Regions from separate parts of the Mus musculus genome. Here all the other regions are linked to region 1. Evidence: chromatin contacts called from public Hi-C, HiCAR-type and HiChIP or PLAC-seq data. All regions are on one chromosome and are shown on one strand. The core of a region is the stretch at or near the end of the contact, and the rest is flanking DNA. Distances in the headings are between cores, read along the strand shown.

The links. Hi-C and Micro-C count contacts between places; a contact is called where the count stands out from the background. HiCAR-type assays count read pairs that join an accessible place to other places. HiChIP or PLAC-seq counts read pairs in DNA pulled down with a chosen protein or histone mark.
Region 2: an H3K4me3 HiChIP or PLAC-seq map of forebrain shows a contact between it and region 1, with 4 times the contacts expected there. The contact joins the promoter of Dbx2 here to the promoter of Scaf11 in region 1. A contact is called at or near these places in 3 of 115 datasets of contacts at active chromatin or transcription factors (astrocytes, embryonic forebrain and forebrain).
Region 3: an H3K27ac HiChIP or PLAC-seq map of microglia shows a contact between it and region 1, with 4 times the contacts expected there. The contact joins the enhancer-like site here to the promoter of Scaf11 in region 1. A contact is called at or near these places in 5 of 39 promoter capture datasets (the 3T3-L1 cell line, 3T3-L1-derived adipocytes, hippocampal neurons and 1 more) and 2 of 115 datasets of contacts at active chromatin or transcription factors (large pre-B cells and microglia).
Region 4: an H3K27ac HiChIP or PLAC-seq map of T-cell acute lymphoblastic leukemia shows a contact between it and region 1, with 8 times the contacts expected there. The contact joins the enhancer-like site here to the promoter of Scaf11 in region 1. A contact is called at or near these places in 2 of 39 promoter capture datasets (hippocampal neurons and second pharyngeal arch cranial neural crest) and 5 of 115 datasets of contacts at active chromatin or transcription factors (the SCID.adh cell line, T-cell acute lymphoblastic leukemia, extraembryonic endoderm stem cells and 2 more).
Region 5: a contact with region 1 is called in a HiCAR-type map of astrocytes, with 3 times the contacts expected there. The contact joins the enhancer-like site here to the promoter of Scaf11 in region 1. A contact is called at or near these places in 5 of 39 promoter capture datasets (the 3T3-L1 cell line, hippocampal neurons, liver and 2 more), 1 of 484 Hi-C or Micro-C datasets (the G1E-ER4 cell line) and 6 of 115 datasets of contacts at active chromatin or transcription factors (T-cell acute lymphoblastic leukemia, astrocytes, embryonic forebrain and 3 more).
Region 6: an H3K4me3 HiChIP or PLAC-seq map of embryonic forebrain shows a contact between it and region 1, with 2.6 times the contacts expected there. The contact joins the enhancer-like site here to the promoter of Scaf11 in region 1. A contact is called at or near these places in 7 of 115 datasets of contacts at active chromatin or transcription factors (acute myeloid leukemia, differentiating embryonic stem cells, embryonic forebrain and 3 more).
Region 7: a Hi-C map of the P5424 cell line shows a contact between it and region 1, with 3 times the contacts expected there. The contact joins the enhancer-like site here to the promoter of Scaf11 in region 1. A contact is called at or near these places in 10 of 39 promoter capture datasets (the 3T3-L1 cell line, the HPC-7 cell line, frontonasal cranial neural crest and 5 more), 4 of 484 Hi-C or Micro-C datasets (the Ba/F3 cell line, the N1E-115 cell line, the P5424 cell line and 1 more), 12 of 115 datasets of contacts at active chromatin or transcription factors (T-cell acute lymphoblastic leukemia, astrocytes, embryonic forebrain and 9 more) and 1 of 9 other capture datasets (embryonic stem cells).

Annotation. Positions count from the first base shown.
Region 1 is chr15:96,459,434-96,462,558 of GRCm38.p6, forward strand. It overlaps Scaf11 (SR-related CTD-associated factor 11), which reads right to left and starts at 1,410. Exons shown (of 15, transcript NM_028148.2): 1 at 1,169-1,410. It overlaps Gm41408, which reads left to right. Exons shown (of 2, transcript XM_030248866.1): 2 at 611-3,125. The coding sequence ends at 1,476.
Region 2 is chr15:95,653,351-95,656,475 of GRCm38.p6, forward strand. Dbx2 (developing brain homeobox 2) reads right to left here and starts at 1,421. Exons shown (of 4, transcript NM_207533.2): 1 at 890-1,421. The coding sequence starts at 1,412. It overlaps Gm31690 (predicted gene, 31690), which reads left to right and starts at 1,126. Exons shown (of 3, transcript NR_168499.1): 1 at 1,126-1,306.
Region 3 is chr15:97,211,846-97,214,970 of GRCm38.p6, forward strand. No RefSeq gene overlaps it. Among named protein-coding and RNA genes, the nearest start is that of Gm33205, 9.6 kb to the left of the region's middle. Within about 2 kb of position 1,451, at least 50 of the 459 cell types and tissues checked have an H3K27ac peak or open chromatin away from gene starts, as enhancers often do. A contact at or near this core is called in microglia, where this site is marked.
Region 4 is chr15:95,725,070-95,728,194 of GRCm38.p6, forward strand. No RefSeq gene overlaps it. Among named protein-coding and RNA genes, the nearest start is that of Gm6961, 25 kb to the right of the region's middle. Within about 2 kb of position 1,657, at least 20 of the 459 cell types and tissues checked have an H3K27ac peak or open chromatin away from gene starts, as enhancers often do. A contact at or near this core is called in the SCID.adh cell line and T-cell acute lymphoblastic leukemia, where this site is marked.
Region 5 is chr15:95,744,433-95,747,557 of GRCm38.p6, forward strand. Gm6961 (predicted gene 6961) reads right to left here. Exons shown (of 3, transcript NR_131148.1): 3 at 2,815-3,116. Among named protein-coding and RNA genes, the nearest start is that of Gm6961, 5.6 kb to the right of the region's middle. Within about 2 kb of position 1,454, at least 19 of the 459 cell types and tissues checked have an H3K27ac peak or open chromatin away from gene starts, as enhancers often do. A contact at or near this core is called in astrocytes and liver, where this site is marked.
Region 6 is chr15:97,151,207-97,154,331 of GRCm38.p6, forward strand. No RefSeq gene overlaps it. Among named protein-coding and RNA genes, the nearest start is that of Gm33149, 9.8 kb to the right of the region's middle. Within about 2 kb of position 1,480, at least 35 of the 459 cell types and tissues checked have an H3K27ac peak or open chromatin away from gene starts, as enhancers often do. A contact at or near this core is called in embryonic forebrain, where this site is marked.
Region 7 is chr15:95,765,094-95,768,218 of GRCm38.p6, forward strand. No RefSeq gene overlaps it. Among named protein-coding and RNA genes, the nearest start is that of Gm6961, 15 kb to the left of the region's middle. Within about 2 kb of position 1,613, at least 4 of the 459 cell types and tissues checked have an H3K27ac peak or open chromatin away from gene starts, as enhancers often do. A contact at or near this core is called in the P5424 cell line, where this site is marked.

The DNA of each region.
Region 1 (3,125 bases), core at 160-2,659:
TGGTGTGGAGAGACAGAATTACCCAATAAAATTTTATTAAAAATACCGGTTAAATGAAAGGGCTAAGAATCTATTGCCTTCACTGTTGTGGGGCTGCGGCAAATAAATCATACATGAGTTATCTTTTCCTTGAAAAATGAAAAAAAACGTACTTATTGATATACTTTCCCCAAAATTCAGAGAAAACTGCCCAAACTGGGGGAAATTTGAATACTACCATATCTTAGTCAAGGCATACTAAAAAACTTTCTCGTCAGTTTTCGTTAGTTCGCTGCTAGTATATAAGGATGGTAGCCAAAATGTAATCCAAAATGAATGAGAAGCAGCCGCGGTTTTACGTAGTACGATCAGCATGTAAAACTTGCATTCTGTATTGTTTACTACCTCACACACGCAGATGATTAGCCGGACTACCGGAATACGATACTGTACAGATCAACGCATGGGGAGTGTAGGTCACCATTTCAATCTGGGACTGTTGCCCTCAATTGCAACCAGGTGTCTTTTAAATTAAATTCTTCGAGATCCGTGCGGAAGACGAGCGTGCATTGGCCAATCTTCTAATCGGTACTCAGTCCCCGGCTCTAAGGCGGGGTTGAGCGGGGCTGAGTTTCGATCTCCCGGCCGGTTGGACCGCGGGCAGCCCGGGCAGCGGGTTTTAAAAACGACGGCGGGGGTGGGGAGGCGGCCGCCGAGGGAGGGAGGGAGAGGCCGAGGCCAGGCGCCGGCCAGCGCTTCCTCGTTCAGGCGCCGGGGAGGTCACAGCCTAGTGAAGTTTGGTTTCACAAGCGGGACCCGGAGGCTCGGGGACGAACGCGAACTCCACGGGAAAGCGGGCCAGCCTGGGAGCGCCCGGAAGCACGGCCGACACGTTCCCACTGCGGGTGGGGGAGCTGCGGGCCGGGCCTGGAGCCCCTTCCTGCCTCGGCCGAGGCCCCGCAGCCCGCGCCGCCCCGCTCTGCTCCTAGGCCCCGCGCGCGCCCAAACTGGACCTCCGCCCCGCGCCGCCCGGGGCCGCGGCTCCCAACTTTGCTCGCAGCGAAAGACACCGCCCGAGCCGCGCGCGAGCCCCAAACTTTGCCCGCCCGCCCGGCCCGCGCCCCCGCCGCGCCGCGCTGCGCTGCGCCCCGGGGCGCCTCGTCCGCTCTCTCCGGCCCGCCGTGTTTACCTGAGGCCGAGGTCCCGCGGCCGCGCCGGCGCAGGAGGCCCGGTCTCCGTCAGTCCGCCGCTAAGTTCTGCACCATGGACTCCTCCGGCCGCTCGGAAGCGCGCGCGGCCCGCGGGCTGGCTCGGACGGCCGGGTCGGGAGCACGCAGGCAGCCACGCAGCAGGAGACCCGGGCAGGCGGCGCTAGCTCCGCGCCGCTTGCGCCACCGCCGCTCCCCTCCCCCGCCGTGTCTGGCGGCTCCCTCCCTTTCTCCCTCCCTCCTTCCGCGGGGCTCAGCCGCGCCGCCACAGGTCGGCGCACTGTGGTGACGACGCGGGCGGGCGGGCGGGCGGGCGGCTGGACCCGCCGCACGCTACCTGCTCGCGGGCGCTGCCGTACTCCCCCGGACCTCCAGGGGGCGCCCGCGAGCCGCGACGGACGGACGGACGTGGTGGGCGGGGCACGCCGCCCGGCTGGAGAGCGGGAGCTCCGGCGTCTGCGAGTGGCCGGGGCTTCTGGGAAACATTCTTCTTGCCCCGCCCTCTTGCCGCTCGGAGCGCTACGCGCACGCGCCGTGCTCAGTCCTCGCTCCACCCCTTTCCCCCTCATCCCCACCCCCGCCCCTGCGCCCTGGCCGCGCTCTCTCTGGTCGTGGCCTTTCCTGGCAGGCTCCGTGGGCGACAATAAAGATGTTTTGGAGAGACTGCAGTCCCGAGAAGAACTCGTGCGTAGTTGGCACGGATGAAGTACTCCGCCCGCTGCACGTGCGCGGCGGCCTGCCAGCCCGGGACACACTCCCACGCCCTAAGCCCGCGTCCCCGAGGCTAGCCGAGCCTGGCTGGCTTTAAGTGCTTCCACTTTCAGTCACTCTGCGATGTCCTCCTGCCCTGCAGCGCCCTCGGATCTTTTGTTTCACCTCGGAGGTGTCTTTACAGGCTTTTCGTCAGGCGCTGGCTTTTTCACCCCCTGCTCCACGCTCTAGCTTTTCCTAGTTGTCCTCTTGCAATCCACGCTGTCGCCTGGCCACCCCAACCCAGGCTGTTCCCTCCCTACCTCCAGCCCAGCAGCGTCCCCTGCCCTCCTCTCTGATCCTGTCGCTTCCCTGGCATCTTCATCCTGTGCTACTTGGCTGTTCAGTGCCCGTCACGTCACACCGAAGTTTGGGATGATGTCTCGTTAAGCTCTTCACAGAGCCGAGCACCAGCAAGGGACTGGGTAAATAACCGCTTAGGAATGCAATGAATGGCAGCCTTGTCTCTCCCAGTGTCAGTGAGCTATCTTCATAGGTTTGGAAATGTGGTGTTCCTGTGTGCAAGTATTTCGCAGTGATTTAGAGGTGTTAAAATACTTTGTTCTGATGAAACAAGACTTTCTGAGGGACCTTTCTCTTGTAATGACGACGAATGAAGCTGGTGATTAAGAAAACCTAAAAACCTGTTGAAACTGTTGTGTGACAGAATCAAGTCAAAGGCACTGTTAACCATCCTGCAGAGATAAAGTTTAGCTTTCCTGTGTACACTCGGGGTCCAGAATTCACCCTAGAGAATTTTATCAGTAAGAGCAATTCCCGGTGAAGATGTGATATTCTTTTGTATGTATTTTATTTTGTTTTTAATGCAGAGTCTCACTGTGCAGACCGATCCTCAAACTCCACATCTCCTACTTCAAATTTATTGCTCTACCTTTTGTGTTCGCAACATTTAAAATTCACTCTGTAGCCATCGTGCTGGGTAACAGAGCACGAGAAAAGGCTCCTCCTGCCTAACTGCCCTTTGACCACCTCCCGCCCCCATCCACCTCCCCCTCCACACACACAATACTTACCTAACAGAAACGAAGGTGCATTGTAATATAGGCTGTTTCTTGTTCCCCAAGAGAGAGACCCTGCCTATTTCTATATATGGTGTTCTCCTCTTTACTGTGTTTGCATGATAAGAATGTGTTTTGTTTCCTTTTTTTTTTTTTAAATTTATCAGAG
Region 2 (3,125 bases), core at 171-2,670, 810 kb before region 1:
CTCAGTTGCCCAAAGCCTTCCTCCCAGTTCTACTAGTTAGGTTTTCTTCAGTACGCATATAAATAAACCCAAAGTGCCCTTCTTTCGGTAAATTCCTATTTATATGTGAACTTCCTCATTTAGTTATCAATTCAACATTTGTCAGCTATCTCAGCCTGATGCAAGCGTAGGCCTTGATTACTTTACACCTTAGTGTACACCAAACTGTGAAAGCAAGGAAAGTCCAAAGTTTGCGCAACTCTTTTTCAAATCATTAGAGCCCTATCAAACCAGCGGCGAGGTCTCCGCCAGCAAAGTCCGCAGCACCACCCTGCCAGCAACTTTCCCGCAGAAGAGAGGATGCTAACTTTGGAAACAGGAGCCAGTCAGCTAGAAACCTCAAATCCCCCACCCCCTACCCCCCACCCACCACCCCCCAGCTAACCCGCTGTGATCAAACTGCCCAGGTAGCCCAGTCAACCTGTTGAGGGAGGATGCTAGGAAGGAGTGCGGGATGGGATGGGGTGGAGAGGAAAGGAATCAGAACTAGTGTCCAGAAACGGCATCTGCACCCCAGTTCAGTCCTCTGCAGTGGGCCACCCAGGTCAGCACTCGTGCTGTGAGGGGCTCACAGGTGGGGACTGTGCTGGCAACAGGGCTCTCTCTGGACTGAGGACCACCTGAAAGCAAGGCTTCCCTGGGCTGAGGCTTTCCCAGACTGAGGATCCCCTAGACTGAAGTTCGCCTGGGCTGCGCCTCCTCTAGATCAGATCGAGGCTCCCCAGGGCTAAGGCTTCCCTGGACTGAAGTTCCCCTGGTTCAGGGCTCCCCTGAACTGAGGCTCCCCTTGGTCCAGGTTCTCCAGAACTAAGGGTCTCCTGGGCCGAGGTTCCCCTCGACCAAAGCTCACCTGGGGCTGAGGGCTGGAAGGCACTGTCCCGCTCCCCCGGAGCCCGGCCAGGGGGCATCTGGAAGGCCCAGCGCACACCAAAGGGTCCGGCCGGGCACAGCTTGAGCGGCACTGGGCTGGCAGGCAGTGGCCGCAGCTGCGGACACTCAGGACCGGGCGCTGGGCGTGGGGGCGGGGGTGCGTGCGTGGGCCCGGCCCCTGCGCGCAGCAAGTTCTCGATCAGGAAACTCTTGCCCAGACTGCCAAAGCCGGGCGCAGGAAGGCCGAAGAGTGCTGAGGACGCCACCACATCCCAGTAGGCTCCGGCCTGGGCGGCCACAGCGCTGGGCAGCATGGTGCGCGCCCGCTGCCCGGGGAGCCGTGGAGAGCGAGTGCGAAGGGACAGGGACAGGGCGCGGACAGGATCGGGGCTGAGGGGTGAGTCCTTGGCCCTCAGCGGCTCCTCTGGCAGCGTCCGGGAACGGTCTGCAGATCCGGACAGGGTTTTCAGGACTGGGATGGAAGGTGTGTCCGGCCCATCCATTCATGTCATCCTGCCCACAAAGTGACAGATGCGGCCAACAATGAAGGCAATGAGAGTCTGGGCTCCAGCGAGGGGAGGGGACTCTTGCTGAGGAGGTGGGCGTGGAGGGGACGGAAAAGGGGCGCTGCCACTCTGCCTGCCAAGCCTTGACCCTGCTGCTGGAGTCCTGGGCCCTCTGGTTTTGGTTATCATGAGCTCCAGGGTACATGTACTTGGTCGCTGAAGCGTGGTTGTCATCAGGGAGACTCGAAAACGTTGATATTAGTACCAGTGATAACTCATTTTGCAGGTTTTATGGGCGCCTCTGTTTTAAGAAGAAAGGAAATGTGTTTTTCTTGGCTATTTGGCAAAACTCCGTTTCCAGTGAATCATCTCAGGTTTTATAAGATCTGTTTTAAGGATTCTGGAGGAAGGTGGCCACACCTGCAGTCTAGAAGAGATGATGTAATCGGTTTTGATCTAAAGAAGCAGCGCTTGGGGCTGAAGAGGTGGCTCAGTGGTTAGCTATGCTTGCTGCTCTTAATAGAGGACCTGAGTTCGCTTACAAGCACCCAGCTCACAACCCACTGAAACTCCAGCTCCACCGTATTAGATGTCTTCTTCTGGCATCCACAGGCACCTACAAGTGTGCATGCCTACAAAGGGACGTCTTTTCCTTCTTTCTTTCTTTTTCTTTTTCTTCTTTTTTTTTAATCTTATTCCCTAACTAATGCCAGTGGGAGACTGGGCAAACAAAAAGCATATTGGAGGGGTGGGGTAAAGAGGAAGGGAGAAAAAGGGAGAGGGCGAGGGGGAGGGAGGGGGAGGCAGGCCTTTAACTACAAGGCTTTAAAAACTTCCCATTTTGGAAACTATCGATGGAGTGTTAAAACTGTGATTCCAATTAACACTTACTCTCCTTCCCTAATTTAGACAGATTTATTTAGGATAAGACTTCATTAGAGTATCTGCAAAGTTGGAGTCAAATGTATAGTTCTACTCCTTGCCCCTAAAAATAAGTTGGGCTTGGTTTCCATTTACTTAAATGCCTATTTTGAGTTGCCGGGTTAGAAAGCTAAATGTCCTTCTTTGGGGGATCATCGAGATGGTTCAGTTGATAGAAGCAGTTGCCACCAAGCCGAGTGACCTAAGTTTGATCTCTAGAATCCACGTGGTTGGAGAGAACTGGCTTCCAAACATTGTCCTCTGGCTTCCTCACACACACCACCCACCCCACCCCCACCCACCACACACACCACACACACACACACACACACCACACACACCACAAGTACAATTTGTTGCTATTGTTTCAATTCATCTCAATGAGTTGGTTACTTTACTGACACCGAATAAATACTGTACTTATTATAAAGATCCCTTCTCAAAGATCACCTCCAATAGCCAAACCCAAGAAGTTGTTGCCGTTTCTTTCTGATACAATAGACAGCTTTATCACCATGGTACCTGAGCAGAATTATTTGCAAGGCTGGTACGTACCATCAATATACATTCACTTATTGATGTAACCAGCAGACCTTCATGGGATATTTAATGTATTGAAGGCAGTGGTTCTAGGAACATGGAGAAAAGATCTAGTCTTTGCCCTGTAGGAACTCTCAGCCTAGTGGCAATAGAAAAGCAATGTCTGTGGGGGGATTTCACACTGAGGGGACTATATGAGGTAGAGCCTTCTGGAAGTCTCCCCAGAACTGAGACTCCGACATCACTACA
Region 3 (3,125 bases), core at 201-2,700, 750 kb after region 1:
TCACATACATTAAATAAATAAATAAGTCTGAAAAGAAATAAGTAAATCTTTTAAAAAAGAAAACTAGAAGAAATCATCAATTTGTATAATCATTTCTACAGGTTATAAAGTTCATTAACCCAAAATATATCATTATTTCCTTTGTTACTGTTTTTAGTATGACCCTGTTTTTTTGTTTTTTTTTTCTTAAATGGCATCTTTCCACTGCAGAGACTTGCTGACTACACTTTCAACAAAATGGGAAGAACAGAAGAGTTTGAGCAAAGAAAAAAAAAATACAATACAATCTGATGTATGTTAATAGGATGATTCTAGATACAGTAATACATGCATAGATTTTATGGTTAAAAACAGGTAAGCAAGAAAGAGATTGGGTCAAATGATACACCCAGAAGAGTAAGGCAGTCTTTCCCCTCCACACCCCTTAGCATCAGGAGATAAATTCTACCACCACCCCAATGGATGATAAAACATATATAGTAGAATTTTTCTTCAACATATATTTGTAATAAAGCTTAATTTGATAATTAGACATAGTGTAAAGTCACCAACAATGATAAAATAAAAATGATAACGGTATACTGTAATAAAAGCTATGGGAAAGTTCTCTTGAAATGTCTCACAATGCTATATCCTACCTTATCAATGGTCACTTCTGGAATTTTCCACACATATTTTCAGAATGTGACTAACTGCAGTAAACTGAAACCATCACAAAGAAAAATTACCAAGAGGAGGAAATTCTCCTTGGAAACCGAGGTTGGGGTTAATAAGAATGTTATAGAACATTTGTGAAAACACGAGGGTAGACAACTTAGGCTGGGGAGTAAAAGGGTTTTCTGCCCGGTCTAGATAACCACGCTGGCCAGGCAAGGGGAAGGACAGAGCTCTGAGAGAAACAGGATTCTGCAGGCTGGCTGGCTTCAACTTCCGCAGAACCCGAGGAACCCCACCCCCACCCCCACCCCTACCCCCACCCCCACCCCCACCCCGAATGGCACTGCTGCAGTTCACAGACACTTGCTTCTAAAGCAACAGACTATTGCTGAGCACTGTGGGTAAGGTCGGCTTCTAAATAAAGGTTTCCACCTACTCCAGGAAGAAGACTTCCCCAGACTTCCCTGCAGACCCAAAGCTTAAATACAAAGTAACCAAGGAAAACAGCTATTTCTTAGTAGCTGTGATAGCTCCCACCATGGCGAAACCTCAAACTGACTCGTGAAGAAAGAGTACAGAGTAAGTAATGGTTAAGAAGACTCTACCAGGGTCCAAGACCAGCAACAGCTACAAGGTCCACAGTAGCAACCGCAGCCATGGCTAACTGCCCACAGACAGTCAACAAGCAAACTGAAGATAAAAATCGGGCTTTAAGCATAACCCTGACCCTAGCTGAATGAGCATCAGTGAACAGCCCGCAACCGTCCCCCGGCTTGGGTGGAGAAAGACTCACTGAGTGTGGGACTTCCCCATGGGCTTGGCTTGCGATGTGCTCAGAGAATTAGCCAATCTCAGTAGGAACAGCCTCAGTCTTGGTCCAGTTTCTGCCATAGGTCCTGAAGAAAGCCCTAGTTAGATAGTTTCCTTCCTTTGGGCCCGTTCTGGAGCTTAGCTTTCTTTCAGGAATATTTAAGTCCTTCTCCATGTTTTCTCTCTGTAACAAAACTCTTTCCAGCTGACCTTTCTTGTTGTCTTTGAATTCCATTCTTTCATTGTCTCAGTGGAAGTTCTGTGTGACCCTGGTCACATGGCACCCTAAATTCTGAGATGAAAATGTCCCCCTCTCACTTAAAGACTCCCCTTCTCCACAGACCAGTTTAATGTCTTCTTCACACATGTCTGTCAGTGTGATGACAACTCAGTCAATCACGGAGATTCAGACACTTTGAAAATGAAGGCACTATTATTAATTAGGTCAGGAAATCAAGTCAGCCCTATACAAACCTGTGATCTGTCACTCTCTCTGTTATTAACTACTGTGACTGGCCACATGCTAGTCACTGCACTAGACCACAGAGGATTTTTTTAAAGATATATGTTTTATTTATTTTTTTATATGTATGTGTCTTAGCCAGGGTTTCTATTCCTGCACAAAACATCATGACCAAGAAGCAAGTTGGGGAGGAAAGGGTTTATTCAGTTTACACTTTCACATTGCTGTTCATCACCAAAGGAAGCCAGGACTGGAACTCAAGCAGGTCAGGAAGCAGAAGCTGATGCAGAGGCCATGGAGGGATGTTACTTACCGGCTTGCTTCTTTGGGCTTGCTCAGCTTGTTTTCTTATAGAACCCAAGACTACCAGCCCAGAGATGGTACCACCCATAAGAGGCCCTCCCCCCTTGATCACTAATTGAGAAAATGCCTTACAGCTGGATCTCATGGGAGCATTTCCTCAAGGGAGGCTCCTTTCTCTGTGATAACCCCAGCTTGTGTCAAGTTGACACACAAAACCAGTCAGTATCGTATGGGTGTTTTGTCTACATGTATGTACCAAGGGCATGTCTGGTACCCAGCTAAGCCAGATGGAAGAATCAGACATCTAGAAACTGAAATTATAAATAATCGTGAGCCCCCATGTGAGTGCTTGATCAGACCTGGGTTGTCTGGAAGAGCAGCTGGTGTGCTTTCTCCTGAGCCATCTCTCCAGCCCCGTGGAACACAGAGCCTTGACTGGGGATCAGAAGGGTCCGTGATACCCAGTGAGGATGACAACTCATGCTACGGAGTCCATATTGTGGAGGATAACAATGATAACAGGACGAGCGGCCTCTTTGCATTCACAGGCTTTTAACAAGGAAAACCTTTCCGAATTAAAGCGGTCCTAGCAGCCGCCTGGCTTCAAATCGAGTGACATCTTCTAGGCAATCTTTTCTGCTCTTCTCAACTTATCTCGGTTAATTAACACACCACTCACTGATAAGCACGATTCTCATTCTCTTAGATGGTTTTTATATTGCTATTTTAGTTTCCTCGGGCTGTCATAACAATTTACTTCTAACTGGGTAATTTAAAAACTGGCAGATATGGGCCAGTGAGACGGCTCGGTGGATAATAGGTGCTTGTCCCCTACGCCTGGCCACTTCAGGTCCCAGATAAAAATGGAAGAAGAGAACCGACTGCACAGTGT
Region 4 (3,125 bases), core at 407-2,906, 730 kb before region 1:
ATGATCTGAGAAGTAAAGGATTAACTGCAGGGATTTTTTTCTTTCAGACATCAATTTGCACATAGCCAACACATATATTACATAAGCGAGCTCTGCTTCCCTTTAAGTACGGAACGGGATTCATCTTTTTTTTTTCTCCCCTAAGATAGATTTAACCTTTGTTTTGATTTCAACTCTTATTCCATTGTGTCCAGGAAAAAAAAAAATACAAGAAATGAGAGGGTGGGGAAATGGCTCAGTAGTCAAAAGTACACACTGCTCTTTTAGAGGACCCACGTTCAGTTCCTGGCACCCATATCAGATGCCTCACACCTGCCTGTAACTCGAGCTGGAGGGGAGCCAATGCCCCTGGCCTCTGCAGGCACCTGAACACATTTTTATATACTATACACGCGCACACACGCGTGCGCGCGCACACACACACACACACACACAGAGAGAGAGAGAGAGAGAGAGAGAGAGAGAGAGAGAGAGAGAGAGAGAGAGAGAGAGAGAGAGTGTGTTTAGGATAATAATTCAAATCTTTTAAAAAGAATGCATTAAGTTAATTAATTCTATTTTATTCAATTCCTTGAGATTTGTCTTGTGTCCCAATATGTTGGTCTATTTTAAAGAGACTCCCATGGGCTGTTGAGTCGTTTGCAAGCTCATCTAGAAATAATAAGGAACTTGTTTTCCAAAATATAATAACAATTTAAAAAACCACCAGTGCCCGTGAGGTTATGCATCACGAAAGCTTTCGTTAAGAACAAATCACAGTTAGGAGCTCAGGGAAATGAATTTGAAGATCCACTCACAACGAAACGGGAGTCCATCACAGGCATAGCGTCTAAGAGTGCAGCAGATGAGACCTGCAACTCCCGGAAGGAGCCAGCCAAAGGGTCCAAAATGGCTCTCCAGCTCACAGTGCACCGAATTGTTCGGGAGCTTTCCACAAGGTGGCGCTCTGGTGCTGCCACAGGGATGAACCTCTCCTGAAGGGTGCCACCTGTGACTGCTTATGGAGGGTTTTATGATTCTGAGCCATGTGGTCCGACCACAGGACATGCCAACAACTGACAATCGCCCTAGTCATTTGCACAGAGAAAGAAGAAAGGAAAAAAATATATTCGTAGGTTGCTCAAGCAAGACAACGTGGGGCAGGTTCCAGAGGACTTGCAGGGCAGGTTGAACAATGAGTAGGTGGCTGAGAGCTAACACAAGCCTCCCTTTATCTAAGGTCATAGAAACGAGTGCCTCTGCCTGCTTGGCTATTTTTTATTTTCGTAGTCATGGGACTAGATTGTAAGCAGAGAAACAGATATCAACAACTCCAGCCCAGATGAAAATTGAACGGCATTTGTTTCTCAATAGACATCCGTTAGACACCTGATATATCGTTAATGCGCACCTTAAGTTTGTGGGAGAATGAACACAGTTCATACTTGGGTGTCTTGCAGTCTACCTGAAAGGAAAGATATGCGCATGCGCGTAACGCAGTTCTTTATTCAACCGTGTTTGGAAGAGAAAGCTAACTGGGAGTCATAGTCAGGGAGGGCTTCTCCAGCGGTGGAAACTGCTCTTAAAGAATGGCTTCGCTGTGGCCTACTTCATACTTCTGCCCAGCTGAGCCCAGTGCAGCGAGCCAGATCCCCAGCTGTGGAGCGTGCAGCGTGGGAAAGGGGCAGCACTTCCAGCTCAGCCCAGTTTCCTAATGGACTTCCTCTCTATCAATCAACCCTTCCCTAACGGGATCCACTGCCTCACTGGTCTAGTTTTCTAAATCAGGTAGACTATTCCAGGCAGTGCCTTACCCAGAGTCACCTCGCTGGCCCTCGTCTACAGAATTTTTAAATGCAGCATCCTATTTCTTTCCCCCAAAGTCTTGATGATAAGTAGAAGTTTATTCTAGATAGTCGCTCGCCTGCTTTCATCCCTTCTGGATGGAGTTCAAACTGTGGAGACAGGGACCCTGACTTGTTTCCTTTTTGTGAAGGGAATCCCTACAGAGCAGAGAAACTCAACAAACATTTGTTGTCCGCGAAAGGAGTGGGTTATTATGAGCCGTGGCTTGTCTAAACCAGAAGAGACTCGGGACTCCAAGGAACTTGTGAAGTTCACTAAAAGCAAGAGAACAGTGCCATACACAGGGGATGAAGCCGTGCATGGTGACCACAACCAGGAGAGTGCCTGCTCTCACTCATGCAGCGGGTGTGTAGTACCTTACATGAAAATTTATTTTTATATATTAGAATGTATACGGTATATTACTGTAATAGGATATTTATAAATGTTAAGTATATAATCATAAATATAGAAAAATGAGGACCCATATTATCTTATTTATGGGGTAATATGGTCAAATAGAATCTGGGGCGATCTCTCCAAAAAAGAAGAGTTTTCTAAGAGCTCTGAGGCTAGGAAGGCGTTAAAGTTGGGCACCACCTTGCCTGGCATAGGCAGTGGTTTTTTGTTTGTTTGTTTGTTTGTTTGTTCTTTCATTAATTTATCTATTCACTTTATATCCCACTATCTCCTACCCCTCTGCTTCAGGCCTCCTTCTCCCACAACTCCTCCCACAATTCCCCACTCCTTTTCTCTCTCCCCCCCCCCCCATCACTCCATCCTGGCACATCAAGTCTCTGAAGGACTAGGCACATCCTCTCCCACTGAGACCAGAAAAGGCAGCCCAGTTAGGGGAACGGGATCTACAAACAGGCAACAAATTCAGACAGTTCCCGCTCCAGTCATTGGGGCACCCACATGAAAACCAAGCTGCACCTCTACTACAAACGTTTGGACGGTGTTTTTAAGCCACAAAAAGCCTGTAATGATTGGTGACTTACCTCTTTCTTGAGAGAATGCCCATACTTAATTAAATGATCTTTTAAAGCTTTTTTCTTTGAGAAGTTAAGGTAAAAATATTCTAAATATAAAAATAACCATCCAGAGTTAATACATGTTAACATCTTGTCAGATTTAAGTCTGTTTATAAAGAAACAGAAGATGACTAATAAATATGGAGACTACATGTGACCAACTCAATCTGTTAATAACCTTCTCTGAATAGCACATACACACACAACACATAACCTTTACACTCACGTTTTCAAGAATTATTTTTGTTCACAAAGCTACATCTAGTT
Region 5 (3,125 bases), core at 204-2,703, 710 kb before region 1:
TCTCCAAAGCTTTGTAAGCAGTAACAATTGCTGAAATGAGGAGAGTCTCTGACCTGTCCAGTGCTCTGCGAGCTGTCCAGAAGGCACCATGGATTCGATTTCATTAACCGTCACCCAGGCTAAAATGGACTTTTGGATGGTGCAGATGTCTTTAAGTCACACACGGTTCTCCGGCTCCTCATCCATACTCTTGTAAATAACCTCAGGAAACACATTGGTTCACCAAGCTGGACGTCGGTGGTCTGTCATTGGTTCTCCATCTGGCGGAGTAGCTACTAGTTCATGTTCCCACCAGAAAGGGCATAAAAATGCAGAGTAGCATCTTGTCAGTGTAGGGCTTGGAAGGTTATTCTTTTTCATAAGAAAATAAAAAAAAAATAACACCAAAAGTTTTATTGTGACCAAGAAGGAAAAAAGAAAATAAAATAAAGCACAAGGGAGTAATGTTTGATCCTCTTCCTTTGCCTGACCAGTGTCTTGGTAAAGCTATCCGTTGTGTAAAAAGTTCTGGAAGATGGAAGTCCAAGAACTGAGCACTTCCCCAAGAGTGAGCAATACCTTTCTGTTGTCTGCACATGTCGGCTACAGCACAAAAATTCATTCAGTAGCTAAAATACTTTCCCTCTCTTATCAGGGAGGGTAGGAGGGATGGGTGAAGGGAAAGAGGGCAGAAAACAACTATACTTGACCTGCTTTTTAAAAACTGCACCTAAATCCCCCAGTTCTCCACTTCCTCTGATCAGTAGTGGGACTCAAACTCCCTCCACTGGTCAGTCAGTCATCCATCCCCTGGGAATGAAAGCCCAATCTTTATTTGACTTTGGCAGCATCTACTTCAGAATGCTACTGCTCTCTAGTTGGCCTCCGACTAGGAGAATATAACCAGCTTTGCTTTTCCTTCCTGGTACCAATCCTTGCTCCTTCCAGAGAACCCTGACTGCCTCCCCAGCCCCTCTGTTCAGAGCAGCACTGCAGTCTCCTTCTCACTAGGGTGAAGTTGTCACAATGTTAATCTTTAGAGTAACAAGCTTACTCACTCCTAGCTGCTCTGAAAGGGGAATTGGGAGAGGGTGCAGTTTGCACAACCTCCTTTAAATATGCTGCAATTATCCTGGTAATTAGCTCCATTTGCCCATTTTATGCCTACTGGCTGGGATGTAACTGAAGCCCCACGGAAGGAGCTGCACTCCAGCGTGAGGATGCTCTGGTTCGTATTTCGGGCTGTTTGTTCTTCTCTGTCCAGAGGAAAATCTGGCCAAAAAGAGATGGCAAGGAATGGGGGACGAAGTCATCAATGAGACAATGGGTATTGGAAAGGGCAGAACTGAGAACGCAAGAGCAAAACAGCCACTCTCTTTATTTTGTTAAAGGGGAAGGAAAGAGAGCAGAGAGCAAAGCCAGGCCTTAACAAACCACCCCAGTGTCTGGCCCAGAGCCTGGTTCATTGCATTCAATAGATGTCAACTAGTAACACTACCAGCTCCTAGTGAGGAACGAAACCATTGAAACCACTGGACTGAACAAGCAGGTGGCTGAAACGGACGCATAAACACCCAGTCTCAGTCTCTCTCTCTCTCTCTCTCTCTCTCTCTCTCTCTCTCTCGTCATGATGATCATGTGTGCTTCCTACCCCATAAAGCAGGAGTATGCAGCAAGGGTGGCCCGAATCCCCTCTCCTATCTGCACATTCCTGGAGATTAAAGAAGGAAATTAACAAGGTCCGAGCTATGCCAGACTCCAAGCCAAGCACTTTAATGCATTGTTTCGTTTCACTGACCATGGCGCCAAGTGAAGAGATTGACTCAGAGAAAGTAAGCACCCAGGCGCTGTCCACCAGGGAGGGCTGAGATTTAAACTCAGACCCGCTTGCTGTACAGCCCACTCCTTAGACTGTCACCATGCAAAAAAGAATGGGGGGGGGGGATGCTCCATCTCCAGTAATTAATTCCATGCCAGGAAGAGAGCATCGCACATAATACAGTGAGTGCTACCTTACAAACAATCCCGCCTCACCCCACTCTTTCCTGGAGTTTCTCTGGTGTCATAGATACATGGGGACTTCCAGGATACCAACAACTTACGGATATCACTTTTTGTTCACCTCTGTTTTGGCAAAGAAGCAAGTTTTTAAAAGCCTCCTATTTCTCTCCCTCTGAATTTGAGGTCCTCTATTATTTTCTGCTGTCAAAACTCAGACAAACTCTATTATTTTATTAGGTCACTGGCTATGATTTATATGTCTCCTAGGCAGGGTGACTGCAGAAGGGGAGGGTGATAGGATGTATCTGGTCCAGCTCAGATTGAGCTCGCCCATTAAAGCTAGCCTGTGTGTCCTGCACTTGACAGGTACTAATGCGGCTCCTGCCTCCTGCAGAGCCCAGTGCATGCCCTGGAGAGCCAGCTCCAGGCGCATCACCACGGCAGCAGTTACATGTCCAGACATGCCAATCATTTTCATATCTGGGGCACAGAATGCTGTAACAACTCCCTTGTTGACGACCTTCCCAGATACCACCTAGGAAACTCACTCAAATGGCCAGCATGATCCTGAGCTGTCCTCTTAAACAATCAGAGGAGCCTGGCTCCCCCCAACACTTAGGTTCAGCCTGTTTCTAGGCAGGCAAGGATTACTTCTTACTAATCTCTCACTACACTGCTGCTGCTGCTGCTGCTGCTGCTGCTGTGGCACCTGCTTCTCCTCATCAGCCTTCATTTCATTATAACCCTACGGGGCCAGCGAGGTCTACACGTTGACCACTTGCTCTCCAGAACAGCTGTCTCCAGCTGCTCCATGGACAAACGTGGATGTTAAGAGACAGAATCATTGCTTTGTATTCATGGGGGGCGAGGGGAGTCACATTGCAGTATCAAGCAACCAAGAAACAGCGGTTTTACAAAACATGCCTATTCTCCATCCCTATCAAGTTGTGGCTCCTGTTGCAGATTAGCACGTTGTGTTCACTTTAAGATCCAGACTGATAGGGCCACCCAATGAGGTCAAGAAGCACGAAGCTGGTTCTTAGAGAACCTTCCTTATTCTATCAACAGGGCAAGTTGTATGGCCTCTCCAGATAGCAACACGTGGAAAGAGAAGTCTTCATCCAACGTTCAATCACCTATGAAAG
Region 6 (3,125 bases), core at 230-2,729, 690 kb after region 1:
AGAGTTAAACAGGCAGGTGTGAGGCTCAGGTGGGTGCAGGGAGCAGAATCCTAGTCAACTGCAAGAGCAGCCAGTGCTCTTACCTGCTGAGCCATCCCTCCAGCCCCACACCTACGGGTTCTTGACAGGTGCGCTTGAGGGTGACTTTCTAAGTCATCCTTGAATCCTGAACAGGATCCTAATTGGACACGTTATCCAACAATCTGCAGATGGCACCTTATCTGTCCTGGCCTCCAACGGTCTGTCCCATGAGTCTTGCTGAGAGGTGAGAGAGCAACTGGAACACACCCTTCCCCTCCGAACATTCCGCCAGCCAACTGCTTCTGAGTCAGCACATTCAAGAGGTCCTTGCAGTCCTGGATTGTGAGCTCTGGTTTAGCCTATTAAGGACTGTCTTACTTGGCTACTTTGTGACGTCAGCCTTTGACACTCAGTTACCCATTTTGGGGTGCACCATTGGAAAATACAGTCTCATAATTACTTCAGTATTTACATTCTTCAGCGATGAACCACAGCAGTTGAATAATGCTGTTTAAGAATTAATGTTGGTAGGTAAAAATGACAGAGCACCGTGAAGAGACCCAGTGATTTGGAAAACAATTTTCAGGAATCCCCTTGTGCGTGATGACTGGGATGTGGGAGGGTGGGTGGGATAGGGGGTGAGATGAAACAGACAAGCAAAGTAGCTATTGGGTGCTCTGGGCTGCCATGCACTCCCGGAATTTTCCACTAGGTAGTAGGTATTCAGGTCACATAGACAGTGAGATTTCCTGCAGCGTCGGTACAGATAAAAAGGCTGTGCGGCTTGGTAATAATCGTGCTCCATTTAGGCAAGGCACAGAATGGTGCATTTTTACAGCGATTGTCTCCGAAGTGGTGAGAGATGCTTCCCGGCGCAGGTTTTAAGTATGGATTCATTAGTGCCCCGAGAACAACAGGAGGCATCCTGAAATGCATCTTAATGAGAAACGAGGACTGACAGCTCATTCTGAGACCACTTTAAAGCTGTTGCACGGTGGTTGTTTCTTGGTTGAATTTAGAAATAAATAAAACCTTCTTTCCCCCAATATTTTGTCTTCATTTTCTAGGAGTGGCGCTTTCGGACACTCATAACATACACTAAATATCCATCGTGTCTATCACTGATTGCTGGGCTAAAAGAGCAGCCCTCCCTTCCCTTAGAATAAGCTGAGGAGGGATTCATGCAATCCCAGTCTAATGTGTGTGGAGCGGAGGTGAACGATTGTGTCCTATCCGTGGGATGTCTGTGGTTCTTAGGCTCCTGAGCATCCGCACTGTCTAGCCATTTGTAGTTTGTCTGCTGAGTGAGCTCTTAAGCCTTTTAGGAGATACTCTCCTCACTGTGGAATGCTGTGTTTGTAGAAAGCATTTTTCTTTCACTCACTGCACATCAGCAGAACTGCCTCTGAGCTACGCAGGCAGACATACTGGGACAAGCGCAAACAGGGCTGGCTGGTGCAGCGTGGGGCCAGCCTTCGTCAGAGAAGCACATGACCAAAGGATGGAGCCACTAAGGAACTGCAGTCTCTTCCCTGACAAATAAGATAGAGGATCGATTGAGTCCAGTGGAAGCCTGATAAGCTACACCACCCTTCCTGGAAAAGGTCTTTGCAAAAATAAACAAAACAAACGGAACAAAACATGTCATTAAAAATTTTATGTAAATTTCAGAAAGCACGAGTTGGCGCAAATCTCAAACAGTTTTTTTTCTCCATCTTGCTTTGTTTGGTTTTGGGGTTTGGGGGGTTGTTGTTGTTGTTCTGTTTGCTGTTGTTTTCGTGTATTTCTCTTTGTGAGAGAAAGATGGGTCTTGGCAGCCTTAGAAGAGGCTCTAAAACAACAGGAGAGGGTTGGGCTGGGGCACAAATGGTGGAGCACTTTCCCACCATGGGTAAGACCTCAAGTTCAACTCCAGCCATGCAGGAAAGGGAAGGGAGGGCGGGATGCCAAACGGGAGAAATGGCTCTGCAACTGGATCTTCACTTTCCTCCACCCACTTCTATCAGGAACTCCATTCCCTTTGGCTGACAGTACTCGGGGCTCAGAAACCCAAGTGCAGAGGGAGCCTAGCAAGCCTAGGAAGAAAAACGACTGCAAGGCAGAGCTAGGTGGAGTCCCCTGCTGAAGCAAAGCCTGCGGGGCTCAGGGTATGTGAGCTGGGATGTCCACGTGACTGACACACACGGTCAAGATGTATCCTCTGGGATCTGGGTGGAGGTTATCATGCCCAGGGGCTTGAGTGGTAGAAGCTACAGTCTGCAGACTAATATGGTGCGTGCATGCACACTGGGAAGGCTGGGCGCCCAGGTGCACCCACGGTCTCTAGATGACAGCTGCCCGTTGCCCTGCCAGTACTAATCTTAGTGACCTGTGGGGTGGCGCCACTCTTTGGGGGGTTTTTGGTCTTTATGTAGTCAAGCTAAGAATCTTTTCCTTTCTAAATCTTGGCTCCTCCGTGGCAGTACATTTCACCTTCAGGTAATTAATCTCTTTGCTCTAGGATCTTAGCACCAACCGTGAGGAATAACCATAGAGCCTCTCCAGTGCTGCTGCTGCTTGGGTGTGCACCTCACAAGACATCCCAGATTGCCACCATTGAGGCTTGCTTTCCACAGAGCCCTGGCATGAATATAAGACCTTCATTACATCACCCCAGTGGCCTTCCATCCAATCTCCAGTAAGACAGTCTGCTTGCTACCTGAGACCGTTTTGGAATTCCCTTTCCTGTCCCAAGTTCTATCTGCACCTTTTCAAAGTCACTGAAGTCATCTCCGAGAAGTTCCAGGCTGCCCTGGTCTTCTTGTTCTCTGAGACCGCTTTGGAGTTGAACCTAGTGCCCCATTTCCACGATAAACTTCTAATAGCCTGTTCTTCACCCTCCCAACATAGCCCCCTCATGCAGCTCCAAAGCCCTTCGTACCATGTCAGCTGAAGTTCCAGTGGCACATCAGCTGTTGGTGCCAACAGTGTGCCTCGCTTCACTTTGTACTGTAACAAGACAACACCCAAGACAGTAAATTAATAAGAAGAGGCCATTTTGGACTCATGGTTCTGAAGGTTTATACAGGACAGGTTTTAGAAGCTGCAGGGTTCGGTCTCAACAC
Region 7 (3,125 bases), core at 363-2,862, 690 kb before region 1:
GGGAATTCAGCTGGATCCACGTCTTTGGCTGTTGTTTTTGAATCACTTCACTCATGTGAAACATTGTCTCAAGCAGGTTTTTTTGTCTCATTTTAAGGCTTTAAGGCTTAACAAGCAGCAAACTAAAAATATAGCTAAATGTGTAAATTGTCATTACAAATAATTGATAAAAAGGCTTCATAAAAGACTCTAATGGCCTATAGAACAATTTGAACAAATGAATAATTTGTAAGGACTTCATGCCTTGGTCATCAATGAATGCTTCGGGTAATTTCCGGATGTAAAATGGAAACAATGTAACAGAACGAATCCTTGACATTTGGAATACCGCAAGCAGGATGGGTACTGAATAAGTCATGGTTCAATCCCTCCGCCATTAACTGCTGGACTCTGTCCACTGCCGTCGAGTGCCAAGTTTTCCAATCTGAAGAACACTCACCAACTGTCTCTGCTCCTAGCACCTCTTCATTCCGCTTTAACTTGCCAGAATTGTGCATACCCTCTACCAGGAAGTCCAGGCACAGACAAAAGACTGCTAGATTAAAAATAAAATAAAATAATTCATTTAATAACATAATGGATGAAAGGTAAGCTTGGAAACCCAGGTCCTGAAGACCAAACAAACAAAAGTCTATGTTCATATGAGTAATATGTTCTCAGAGGATGTCTGTATGGTGATAGGAATTAGTGTAGGGTTAGTGGAATTTGCTCCCTCGTTTTAAGATCGATGATGGTAACAGACAGCATTCTAATAGGTGATGCCCAGGCAGCTAGGGAGGTCCACTTTTGCTCCCCATTGTGTCAAAGTGCTTCGTGGTTGAGATATAAAATAGCCCCTGAAAAACCCATTCACTGAAGACTTGGTCCCCAATGCCATATTCACAGGTGGGCTGTTGGAAAGTAACTGGATCGTGATGGCTTTCATCTAATCAAAGGATTCATTCATCTACCGATGGCGCCATAATCCATCAGACCTTTGGAAGGACTGCAACTGTGGAAGTGGGACCAGACTGGGGGCGTGGCTTCCTGAAGATGCCTCTGAGGATGTGTGGTTCCTGACCCAGAGCTCTGATTGGCTCTAAGCATCATGAAATTAGCATCCACCATCTTGTGCTCCCGGCATGCTGCTCTGCCTCACTAGAGTCTAAAGCAGACAGAGCCAACTGTCTAGGAACCGAATTCACAAGCTAAAACCTACCCTGTGGTGAGTTGTTTTCTCAGGCATGCTTTCATGAGTGAAAAGGCAATGGACATAGCACCCATCCTATAGGGAGAAACTTATATATATATAAAGTTTATATATATATATATATATATATATATATATATATATATATATATATATATATATGAAAACCAAGAAAGATATTAACTTCTGAGTGATGAGCTGTCCAGATCATAGAGGCTTTTTATTCTGTTCCGTTTTTTGAAAACGTGCTTGTCTCCAGTTAGTCATATACTGTACAACACCCTCAGGGAACATTTTAGAAGGACCAGAGGACCAGGATGCTTTATGATGACCATACCAGCTAACTGCCACATTTTGGCTTTTGTTAAACTGCTTGCTTGCTTGCTTGCACCTGCAACTGACAACCAGGATGTAGCTTTCCTGTGTTCTTTCCCTTTGAAAGGCTCCCTGATTCTACATTTGAGGCTGTTCTGTGTAGGTGATGGCTTAATACAGACTCTCAGTTTGGATTTTGTTCATACTGAGTTATCTTCAGGTGTCTACCACATGCACATCTGAGCATCACTAAATTGTGTCAGATGTGTGTATGCACTCGTTTGTGCATGTGTTCGTGCATGAGAGAGAGAGAGAGAGAGAGAGAGAGAGAGAGAGAGAGAGAGAGAGAGAGAGACTTTGTGTGTGTGAAAGAGAGCAAGAAAGAATATGTGTGTGAAAGAAAGCAAGAAGTAGAGAGAGGAAGTCGTGAGTCCAAGATGAAGTAGGAAAGGATAGAATGAAAATGATATAAATACGGTTCACTCATGACATATGAAATTATATATATATGTAAACGTGTGTGGTAGCTGACACACATTTCAGGCTTTATACCTTTCTGTTCCCAGAGAAAAAGAGTGAACCCTTCGAGACTTTTTGCCTGTCGGCCTCCTCAGTTCCCTTTACAGTTCAGCCTCTCTTTTTTTTAAAAAAAAATATTTATTTACTTATTATATGTGAGTACACTGTAGCTGTCTTCAGACACTCCAGAAGAGGGAGTCAGATCTCATTACAGATGGTTGTGAGCCACCATGTGGTTGCTGGGACTTGAACTCAGGACCTGCAAGAGCAGTCGGTGCTCTTAACCGCTGAGCCATCTCAGCAGCCCCTGTTCAGCCTCTGTTAAGGACTTACTGCATGACGACAAAGATTCTTACAGAAAGACAGAATCATAAGCACGCATCCATTGCTGTACCGGACATAACATCCGCATCCAACAGAAACGGAGCTGAGGAACACGGCCACTGAGCTGGCCGGTCGGACATACATCCAACAGAAACGGAGCTGAGGAACACAGCCACTGAGCTGGCCGGTCATTGAAGGTGCTTCACAGCAGACTGGGGCAGGCCGGTGAGAAGCCGGGTGAGCGCGAAGACGGGAGAATGGGCATTAGTCAGTCACAACAGCAAAGGAAATGAGGGGAAGAGAACCCTAGAATCCCGAGAGACTAGCAACCTGACCACCACATAGAGAGACAGTCGGGAGAAAAAGAAAACATATAGAAATTAATTACAGCTGAACGTTGACCAAACATGGGGGCGGCAATCATTTAGCCCAGGAACGCCACCAGTTGTGGTTTGCTTGTGAATTGTCGCCCCCCAGGGTTATGAGTTGAATATATATGTCTCCAGCAGGTGGTGCTGTTTTGGCAAGCTGGAGCCACCCTGAGGTACCTTCAGAGGTTGTTCATGGTCCCTCCCTTCCCACCAGTCAGCCTTGAGCTAGGTAATCTCTGCAGATTGACCTCGCCATAGACCCAGAATCAGTGGGGCAAAGGTCAATGGACTGAAACCATGAGCCAGAAACGTGCCTTTCCAACCTCAAGTTATTTCTGGCAGTCTGACTGGCACGTTCCCCCAAGTCCATGTGTCAAAGGCTTGGCTCCAGCCTGATGCTATGGGAA